Regions from separate parts of the Capra hircus genome. Here region 1 is linked to region 2. Evidence: chromatin contacts called from public Hi-C data. All regions are on one chromosome and are shown on one strand. Each heading gives the region's core, a stretch centred on a gene start, on an enhancer-like site or on the middle of the called end of the contact. The rest is flanking DNA. Distances are from core to core; before and after follow the strand shown. Region 1 overlaps ADAMTSL4 (ADAMTS-like protein 4). Region 2 holds the start of TARS2 (threonine--tRNA ligase, mitochondrial).

Region 1 (5,345 bases), core at 2,259-4,758, 66 kb after region 2:
ACTTACACTAACGTCCTGAACCCTGCCTGACAAAAGTCCCCCAGGGCATTCCCTAACTCCCGGATCCAGGAGGTGTCTGTCCTTGACCCCCTCCCCTCCCCGACGTCACCCCGTCCCCCTTCACACTCTGCTTCCCAACAGTGCTCAGCGGAGTGTGGGACGGGAATCCAGAGACGTTCTGTGGTCTGCCTTGGGAGTGGGGAGGCCCACGGGATAAGCCAGGAGGAAGCAGGGGCAGGAGCCGGTGAGCAGACCTGTGCACCCGGAAGCCGGCCCCCTGACATGCGTGCCTGCAGCCTGGGGCCCTGTGAGGTGTCGTGGTGCTGGTACACTGGGCCCTGGGCGGAGGTGAGCTGAGCGCCTGGGAGGGGCCCGAGGGTGGGATTCCCGGGGCGAGGAGGTAGGAGTCATCCTGCTCTCCCTCCCTGCCTCCTCCGCCAGTGCTCCTCAGAGTGCGGCTCTGGCACGCAGCGTAGAGACGTCATCTGTGTGTCCAAACTGGGGACTGAGTTCAACGTGACTTCTCCTAGCAACTGTTCCCACCTTCCCAGGCCCCCTGCCCTGCAGCCCTGTCAAGGGCAGGACTGCCAGGACCGGTGGTTTTCTACACCCTGGAGTCCGGTGAGTGCCTGGCTCCCCTGCCCTACCCAGTGTGGACTACCAGGAGAGGAGAGGCTTCTCTCCTTGGACATCCCTCTGTGCCCACTAGCTAAGGCCAGGGGCAGTTTAACTTGTCCCCCTGCCTAGACTGGGAGGAGAGGTGGGCCCCTCTGCGTGGGGGTTCATAATGCTCCAGGAGAGGCCCCCAACTCCTCCTCCTCTGAGGAGGCCTGGGGTGCAGGAGGAGCCTGGAGCACAGCAGAGGTCTGATTTGATAGCTGGGGTCTCCCCAGTGTTCTCGCTCCTGCCAGGGCGGCGTGCAGACAAGGGAGGTCCAGTGCCTGACTGCCAATCAGACCCTCAGCATCCGATGCCCTCTTCATCTGCGGCCCGCCAGGAAACGATCCTGTAACAGCCAGCCCTGCAGCCAGCGCCCTGGTAAAGAGCTCCCTCTCCCCCATCCCCAGTAGAGCGAGTTAGCTGAAATGTGGGTGGAGATTAGGAAGGACGAGTGGGAGTGGGCAGCACGCCTCCAGCGGGATGGATCTTGGTGACTTCTTGTGCCCAATGGCCTCCTCTGTCCCCAGATGACCAATGCAAGGACAGCTCTCCACACTGCCCCCTGGTGGTGCAGGCCCGGCTCTGCGTCTATCCCTACTACACAGCCACCTGTTGCCGCTCTTGTGCCCATGCCCTGGAGCGGTCTTCCCCAGAGCCTGCCTGAAAAGGGTCCAAGAGACCCTCTCCTTGTGGTTTTCTCATACCACCATCAGTCACCCCTCAATCATCCCACTCTGTATCCTCTGGCTCTCCAGCCTGTCCTGGTCTCACTAGAGATGTCCCCCAGGGTGATGGAAGTTGGCAAGATGATGGACAGTGACCATCAAGATGTGTGGCTGGGTCTGTGCCTGTGTGGGGTGTGATGGTGTGTGTGCACACATGCACCCAAATGTGTATGGGCCCGTATGGATGTGTGTGCGCCCATACATCTGTATCACTTCTCAAAAAGAAGTTACACAGTCCCCCGGGAGGGGATGATGCCTGTTTCCAAGAGAGTTTTCTGGGATGAGAGGAAAGCAAGTTTGCAGCTCTTTGGGAATCCGAGCTACTTAGAGTCTGGCCTCCACATTAATCCCAATTTTGTGTCCTAACCCTCATTTCTCCTGTTCAGGCCATGTATCATGTAAACCATCCTTCTGTCCTCTGACTCCTCCCTTTACCTAGTTTCTATCCCTCCCTCTCATAGCTAATGAGGGGTGGGGGTGAGCGAGTGCCTTCCAGGAAGAGAGACTGTCTCCCAGAGCAGAGACCAGCTGGGCAGAGGATGGAAAAGAGCAAGTTTAGAATAAGACATCCTAGCCCCTGCTTCTGCTCCCCACCTCCTAAAGTGGTTCCTACTCCAGAACTAATTTATTTTTATTAAAGATGATTATGACAAATGAGAAACAGGCTCTTCATTGTCCTCATGGGAACCCAGCTGTACAGGCCACCTAAGCAAGCTGTGTGAGATGAGAATGAAGGGTGGGAAGGGGAACAAAGCTTGGAGCCCAGATGGAGAGAGTCTGGGCGCAGAATGCCTAATGAAGGAGCCCCAGTCACCTGAGACCCGAATGCAGCCTTGGTCAGAGGCAGAGGGTCCTGGGGGATCGCAGGCCCTGCAGGTTGGTCATCCACCACTAGAGGTCACCACTCCCCCCAGCTTAGCTACAGAGTTGGGCACTTGGGTCCAAAACAGAAACTACTCGGTCTATGGTGGGTTTCTCGGTAGGCTGGGTCCTTCTGTAAAGTCTCTTGGAATCTAGTAGCACTTTTTCTCCATCTGGGGCTGAGCTGAATGACAGCTGCCTTTTCAGGGGTCCTTTTTCCTGTTCTCTTTCCTTGGCCCTGACTTCCTGCCCCTCTCATCTTTTCTGCTATTACCCATTTTCCTATTAAGCTCTTGGTTTGTTGCTTTTTATAGAGTGGGAGGAAAGGAAATGATTCCCACCAACCCCCCAACCCCGCACCCCCGCCCCCAGCAGAAAGGGCTGGAGGAGGAGGAGCCTGGCCTGGTTCTAGGGGACTTGGGGGTGGAGTCGAGGGTGGAGCCAAGGCAGTACTGGATGTCCAGCCAAAGACACATTCTTCAGAGATGTCTCATCCTGGTCTTCTCCCAACCCAACGCCCATGTCCACTCTCAAGGTAAACAGTTTGTTGGAGGTGGTGTGAGCGTGGACAGCCTTTTCCATAACACAAATCCTTTCCCCAACCCCACCCCTACAATTCTGAGTCCTGATCACCACTTGTAGAAGCCACACTTCTGGGGGAGGGGTCCCCATGTCTAGGAAAGAGGGAAGTGCAATAGAATCGAGCTTCTCTCCCCATCAGGAGGGCCCCTCCCCCATCCCTTCACCCCCACAAGTCTGGCCAAGTAAGATCGTAAAGGCCTGCAGAAACAGCTGAACTCAGTGACTACTGTCTTGAGCATGTACTCCTAGACACAGCCAGACCCTGGGAAGGACCCCAGAGCTACCCGAGGGGACAGGACTTCTCCATTCTGGCAGCTTCCTCATGTCATTCTGTTGCCTTGGGAAGCAGGCTTTCTTTGGGCTGAGAAGGAAGACTACAGGTACCATCTCAGGAGGACAGTGTATCAGGAAGGAGGCAGAAGAAAATGGGGGGAAAGGAAAATGAAACTGACTCCTCCAGGGTGGGAAATGCAGAACAGGGTACTGAGGGGGCCCAGTCTCAGTGTCTCTGCAGGCATCAGACGGCTCCTCTTTGGTGAACCTCTGAGGGGATCACAGATGTGGGGGCACCAGGGGAGTAGGACCTGAGCCAGCCCTGCAGACACTGAAGGCTGAAGGCGGAGTCCTGAGACCAAGGGAGGGTGCGGTGAAGAGCTGGGGCCCTCCCAGTGATTCCTGGAAGCTGAAGGCTGGGCGGTGGCCCCAGTTCAGCTGACTTCCCCGAAGTTCCTCCTCCCTCTTAGGGCCTCTCAGGACTGTTGCTGGGCAGGTTTGGAGTTTGGCCTTAGCCTGAGAACCAATCACAGGTGGGGAATGCAGCCACAGCCCCTCTTGAGGCTCCCCCAGCTTCAACACCTCCCTTCCCTGATAGCCCCCAGCTCCCTCACAGCCTTCAGCCTCTGACTTCTCAGGATGTGGGCTTTCATCTGGGGGGTTACCCCCTTTCCCCTTTCATTTTAAAGCTAGGATTCAGTGCAGCCCCCAAGGATTCTTTCCTCTGGTCACTGAGGTCAGAATGGGAAGGGGAGTCACTGTGAAAAGTTTTCAGGAAGCGGAAGCTGACCTCAAGCACCCCCTTTTCCCGGCCTCTTTCAGGGGATTACTGTGGCCAGACACCTCTTTGCTGACCTCTGAAACCCTGTGGAGGGACTTGGGAGAGAGGAAGCTGTAACCCAAGTTCAGAGATGTGGTGCAGGGGCCCTTAGCCTTGCTGCTCTGGGGGGAATTTAGGGAAGGACTCAGAGGAACTAGACCCCTGAGAGTTGAGGTGGGGGTGGGGTGGCGATAGGAACAATCTTGATGAGCAAAAGAGAGATCAAGCGTGCAGAAGGCCAGGAGATTGTTGGGGCTTCTCATTTCTGAGTGTGCTGGGGGAAGATGACTGTGGTTCTAATCTGGGGACTTACAAGTGAACTTCTGAGGTCTCTGTTCAGCTGGCTCAGAATTCCCCCCTCCCCCCTCCCAGCTTCCCCAGGGTAATCACCCACCCAATTACCCTTCAGCCTTCAGACTAAATTTAGCTTCTAGACTTCCCCAACTGGGGGCCTCCCTGCAAGCAGGTGCTCACAGCTGCAGGGGTGGGTCTGAAGAGACCCGTACTTTTCAGTGGTCCAAATTCAACCTCTGTGGTAACGAAGAGTGAAGCCCAGAGCAAGGGCCCAGGTGCTGACCCACGTGATGCTATGAGTGTCTCAGAGGGTCTTAAGAAACCCTCTCTCAAGAGCCCTTGAGGCAGGATCTAGACAGACCTGGAGAGCAGAGGGAGGAGAGTGAGAATAAAATGCAAGGAACTGTTAATCCCTTTCCAGATTCCAACCAGATCCTCTTTCATTTTCTGCTTTTCCCTTCTCCCCTGTTTTACAAATAGAGACTTCATTTGAACTTAACACCCTCCCCCACCAAAGTAAACTGAATCAGGAAAACCTCTTCTTAAAGCATGGAGAATCAGGCTAGAGATTATAATTTGGAGGTGGAGTGGGGGTGGGGGTTCCCACATTCCCACCCTCTCTCCTACCAGCATCCCTGAAATCCATCATCTCTGGTTCTGGGAGTCAGCGGGGTGGGGAAGTTAGAGCAGAGGGGGGCTTATTTGTCACAGGCAGGTGATGAAGAGATGTCAGCTATAAAGGGTGGGAGGCACCTTCTACAGGAAGTAGAAAGCCTCAGGAAAGTACCTAAGACTAAGTCTGTCAACAAGAGAGATAAACAGTTTGGGTTAACCAAACTAGACAGTACAGATCTTCAATCTGACCTCAGGCTCCTTGACCCTGGAGACTGGGGAAAACTCTAGAGGAGGGTGTTTCATGGCTGAAGTCAGACCCTAGAAAGGATTGGAGGGAGTAACACACCAAGTTAGTCCAAAACAAGGTATGCATGAGCCATAGCAGTCAGAACCTAGGGAACCAATCAGCTACGTCAGCTGAAGGGGAGATGCAGAGATGGCTACGTACTGGAGAGACCAAAGCACTTTTTCAGTGAGCACCAGAGAGCTGTGTTTGAATGTCCTGGCAAAGAATC
Region 2 (5,169 bases), core at 1,250-3,749:
CTACCCCCATGTAGAAGTAGAAAGAAGCACATGTGCTTTAAAGGAAAGAAGCAAGTGCCATGTAAAATTATTTCTGACTGACTAGGGGGTGGGGGAGGACAGAAGAAACAATACTTAGTTACAAGTTTGAGGGGAACCGGATAAGAAGGCTGAGATCTATTTAGAAACTGATAATTGCAGTTACCTTATCCTTTTCCTTTATCACTGTGGCAGGAGTCAAAAGTTGAGAACACAGATGTGGATGGAGCAGTGCCAACAGAGGAAACAAATACAGGCTGCAGTTTCTTTGTGTTTGACTCAAAACGGTGTTGACTAACCCAGCACACCCTGGATCTGCTGGGGTTCTTAGCAAATTAGATATTCCAACATTCCTTCCTTTCCCTTCCCCACTGGATCCCTTTCTTGAGAATTAAGTCCTTTGTCACCTAATTTGTGGGAAGGAGGAGATAAGACTTGAAACTTCCTACATTTTTCTTGGGGTGTTTCAGTTGGAATGTGTAGAAAGGAGATGGGTTTCCTCCTCCCCTGGCTAGAAATCCTTTGCACCTACATAAGGCAGTACTCAAGGTCTCATGTTTTCTAGGTGGCCAATCGTTGCCAAGGGCAGTAGCAATTAGTAAAGTATTAAGTTGGAATCTTGGATTTGGGGTAGTGGGCCATATAGTTGTACAGGTAATATCTAGGACCTTCCTTCAAGGTACTTAAGTCTTTGTTTTTGTTACTTTATTTCAGCATCGAACTTAAGTTGACACTGGCTCCTGTGTTCAGGAGATTTCATGTTTTCTTGAACTGACCAACCAGGGTCATTTGAAAGGCGTGGTGGCTGTATTTCTCTCGTACCGACTCAAGAAATGTCTTAGGAAAGGACAATCTTATTAGAGACTTTTTAGGGGAGCCCAAGGTTTTGTTTTCAATTTATCCCCATGCTCTGGCTAGAATGTCTCCCCCTCAATTTACTCAGCGAAGTTGGCTGGACTATCTCTGTAGTATATTGAAAGCAAAGTTAAAGTTTGGCCCCATCCTAGATCTTTATTACTAAGGGGGGGAAGATTTTTTTAACCTAACCTCCCCACAGCACCTACTGTAGCTTTAGCCACTCTGCTAGTTCCTTGGGCCTCAAAACCATTTGGTGGCAATGATACAAAGCTTTCTTGTATTTTACCTTCTTATATTTATCCTTTTTCCCTCAATATCTCTTCTACCGCTTTGGTGTAGGGAAATTTTGCTTCTAAGAATGAAAATTTGGAGGTATGTGTTGCTCCTGATAACAAGAGGGAAATGTACTGTACTTTTCCATGGAGAGAATTTTTACAAACAGTTAAAGATGATAAAAACAATACCTGCTCAACCAAAGCTGTAACTAACAGGATGTCTATTCTAAGAGTGGAGTAAAGCTGAGAGTTTTCTCAAAATTGATTGAGGGTCTAGTGTACCCTTTTCTGAGGAGTTCTTTTCCCTAGACTTCTATGAAACCTTCTGGCATTATTTCCTAAACTCTGCTTTTTCCTTAACCTTAGACTAGTAGAGGTTATTTGGTAAGACGCCTCTTTGCCTGTTTTCTTGGCTTTTTATTAACTTTCTCTCCACCCTATTAAAGGCCTCTTAGGGCCCAAAGGCTCCTAGTTCTGTTCCCTGGAGAGAAAAAAAAGAGATGAGCTACCAAACGTGATGCATGGTGATGATCCTGGTCCCTGTGAGACAGCATAACGTGTTATAACACTGGTCCTGCATTCAGATGGAGTGGGGCTTGACTTCTTTGAGAGTCATTTTCAACATTTTGAAGGGACTGTAAGAACTACTACTTGGGGTTCTCGGAATTCAGTGAGATAGTGAAGCATGGCACTTGGCACATAGTGGTTGTTGAGTAATATTCTGGTGGAAGGGAGGAGCAGTTTTAGCAACAGATATTTCCCCAGCAGGCTAATTGGCTAAAATTCTGAGGCTGAGACGTGCTAGTCACAGATCAGAAGTTGTGAAGACCCAGTGGTTAATGTGTTGGCCTTCGCTAGCTTACTCTTGCCTGCTTGCTTGCTGGCTTGCTTGTGACACAGGCAGGAATGGAATAACAACATTCCTTCCTTCACTGCAAACCAGATCACGTAAGTGATGAAGTAGCAGTTGATTGGCATCCCGTAGCACCCAGCTCAGTGCATCGCACATAGCAAGTAGTCAGTACATGTTTGAGGGATGAGTGCAGGCAGCTATTGTCTGTGACTGTAATTAATCTACTTATCCCACTATCCCTCTACTATCCTCCCAAAGCAGAATGGTTAAAGAAGGTGTGTGTCAGTATACAAGTCCTATGGGGTTTCAAGTCGGTACAGTGGTCGGTATATTCTTAATTATTTATGATTATGTATGGAGTAGCTGCCATTTTGTTGCATGCAGTGTGACACTTCCCTGTCCCTTTTGGCGCAGAGCCATAGGAAGAGTTCTGCCTGCTGTCACACTTCCTGATTGCCATTTAAAAAGTCTCCCAACCTTCTCCCAAACTCACACACATACAAGTAATCTTCCTCTTCCACACTCTTGTCTATTTCTTTTTGTATTTCAGGGTGTCTAACGTGCCAGAAGATGGAGCCAAGATTCGGAGTGGTGCCTGTGACTCAGATCAACTGCTGCCTCCCCAGACAGAACCTCTGGAAACTTAGATTAAACACCTTTCTATGACAGCTCTTCCTCCACAATGCTTGATAACATCACCATTGGAAACTTGAGAACCTACACCAAGCATCCCCACCCCCAGGTGAGGGGACTAATGGGAATTACTAAGAACCTCACATCTGTCCCTAAATCCATTTCCCTCATACTTTACAAATCTGGTTGTGTTTCAATTTTTACTATAGAAAACAAATCAAATACACCTAGTCCTGTGTTCTGGATATAGCAGGGAGAGGGCTAAAGGAGAGCTAGGATGGGAATTAGAGGCAGCCTTGGTTGGAAGCAGAGAGCTAAGGTTCTAGGGTTAGGCACTTCTTTCTGAGCTGTTGGAGGAATTGTATTGGGAGTAAACTCTTACTACCAGAGAAAGTCTGTTGTGGTAGAAGAATACAAAACATGGATTCAGAATCCAGCATCAGTTGGCATTAAACCACTTACCTTTTCTGACCTTAAATTCCTCATCTGTAAGATTAAGGGGTCTCTAAAGGGCTCTCTTTAAGCACCATGAGTATGAAGGGATGCCAAAGAATGCCTTCTGCAGATTCTTTGCTCTAGCCCCAAAGTGGTTATGTTCATTTATTCTCATAGCTTGTCACTAGTGTTGCCCATTACTATGTACTGTGCAATATATTAGACAATATAAAATTAACCTTAATTCAGAATTAGAACTATTATTATTCCCATTTTATAGATAAGAAAATTGAAGTTCAGAAGTTTATTTTGTTTGGGAGTGTCTGGTTTTGTCGCATTGCCTGGCTTGTGGGCTCTTAGTTCCCTGACCAGTTCCCTGTGGCTTCTGCAGTGGAAGAGCAGAGTCTTAACCACTGGACCGCTAGGGAATTCTAGAAGTTAATTTCCCCAAAATGACACAATCCCCAGGATTTACACTAGATCTGTCTTATCTCAAAGTATATGCTTTTATTTGTTTCCTACCTGCCAGTGAAGACTGTAAAGCATGGTTAAAAGGAAATGACTACCCTTTCCGATCTGTTTCTCTTCCGCTTGCATTCTGGGAAATTTTCCTGCCCCTGTCCTCGAAGCCGCAGGATATCTTACTGCTCTTTTGATCTGAAACTGCAGGTCCCTGGAATTGCCCACGTGTGTAACAGTTTAGGTCTTCCGGTCAGGCGGAACCACCCACACCGCTGCTAGTGCTGCGTGGGGTGTTCCTCTTCGGAGTTCCTGGAGGTGGTCCCAAATTGGAGTGGCAGCTGTAGTAACCAATAGGCATGGATATTGTTGGGCCAGACGTCAATGAGGAATCTGGCGAAGTAGAAGCGGCGATCTTTTGAGTATGTAGCACAGGACTGAGGGAAAATGGGGCTGTATCAGCGGTGTCGGCGGCTTCGGTTCCCAGGGTTACATGCCTGCGGGCTGCACACGGTGCGTGAGGTACCCAAAAGTTCCGAGCCATATTGGACCCAGCCCAGCGGAACCCCCAAAGTGTAGGCTCTTAACCCTGCTTGACACCGCCTGCTCCCTCCCAGCGGCCCCCAACCGGACTACCCTAGCCCTTAGATGCGCCATTTTTTCCCTCGTGTTGGCAGCCTGGGGAGCCTAGAGCTCCTAGCCTCTAGGGCCCTGTATCACCCAGTGTTTTTAAAGGCCCAGGATTCGGACCACGGCCACTTAAATGTTCTAATTTCGCGCGGTCCCAATCCCAGGAAGGAATGATGGAACCTGTGTTAACTTGTTAACATCTTTCCCTCCAGGCAGCTGTGCCGACCCCTCCACACTGGTTGGTGGAGCGGCTTGGCTATTTTGAGGAGCTATGGACTGCTCAGGTAAAGAGGTTAGCAAGCATGGCACAGGAGGAACAGCGGACTATTAAGATATCACTTCCTGGAGGTCAGAAAGTCGATGCTGTAGCATGGAAGACAACTCCTTACCAACTAGCCCAGCAGATCAGGTACTAGGCTCATTCTGCACCTACCAGGATAATGCTTCTATCTCTGCTTTCTCTTTCTCAATTTGAGTAGGGGACAGACTTTGTATGTTTATCCTATCCTCCCCAAGATAGCATTTCCTGCCAATTCCTTTTCAATCTGCATTAGTTTCATAGTCTCTGACCTTCCTCCATTTGGCATGGAGGGTGGAGGGGAATGATAAATTATATTGCTCCCGTAACTCGTTTCCTCTTGCAGGTTTGGAGTTACTAAGAGATTAGTTCCTGTCTTCGCCTTTGGATTGTAACCTTGTCTTTTTCTTTACCTGTATTCCTCACTGCTGAAGTTCAAACCTGGCAGATACTGCAGTGGCTGCTCAAGTGAATGGAGAACCTTATGATCTGGAGCGGCCCTTGGAGACAGATGCTGACCTCAGGTTTCTGACATTCGATTCTGCACAGGGGAAAGCGGTAAGCTTCTTCCTTATCGGGGATACAGTGGCTACTAAACTAAGAGATGTTTAAGTAGGCATTTCTAGCGTTTATTTCCCTTGCATCAGTTTCTCCAAGTGCAGTTGGGAGGCTTACGGCATATTACTTGCCTTGACTGGTCCTGGCTAAGC

What was found. Hi-C and Micro-C count contacts between places; a contact is called where the count stands out from the background.
Region 1: a contact with region 2 is called in a Hi-C map of blood, with 2.4 times the contacts expected there. The contact joins the enhancer-like site here to the promoter of TARS2 in region 2. A contact is called at or near these places in 2 of 5 Hi-C or Micro-C datasets (both in blood).

The regions. Positions count from the first base shown.
Region 1 is chr3:100,025,398-100,030,742 of ARS1.2, forward strand. It overlaps ADAMTSL4 (ADAMTS-like protein 4), which reads left to right. Exons shown (of 18, transcript XM_018046040.1): 15 at 142-348; 16 at 442-621; 17 at 894-1,038; 18 at 1,188-2,042. The coding sequence ends at 1,324. Among named protein-coding and RNA genes, the nearest start is that of ADAMTSL4, 12 kb to the left of the region's middle. Within about 2 kb of position 3,509, at least 5 of the 5 cell types and tissues checked have an H3K27ac peak or open chromatin away from gene starts, as enhancers often do.
Region 2 is chr3:99,960,838-99,966,006 of ARS1.2, forward strand. TARS2 (threonine--tRNA ligase, mitochondrial) reads left to right here and starts at 2,500. Exons shown (of 18, transcript XM_018046035.1): 1 at 2,500-2,746; 2 at 4,374-4,570; 3 at 4,894-5,017. The coding sequence starts at 2,687.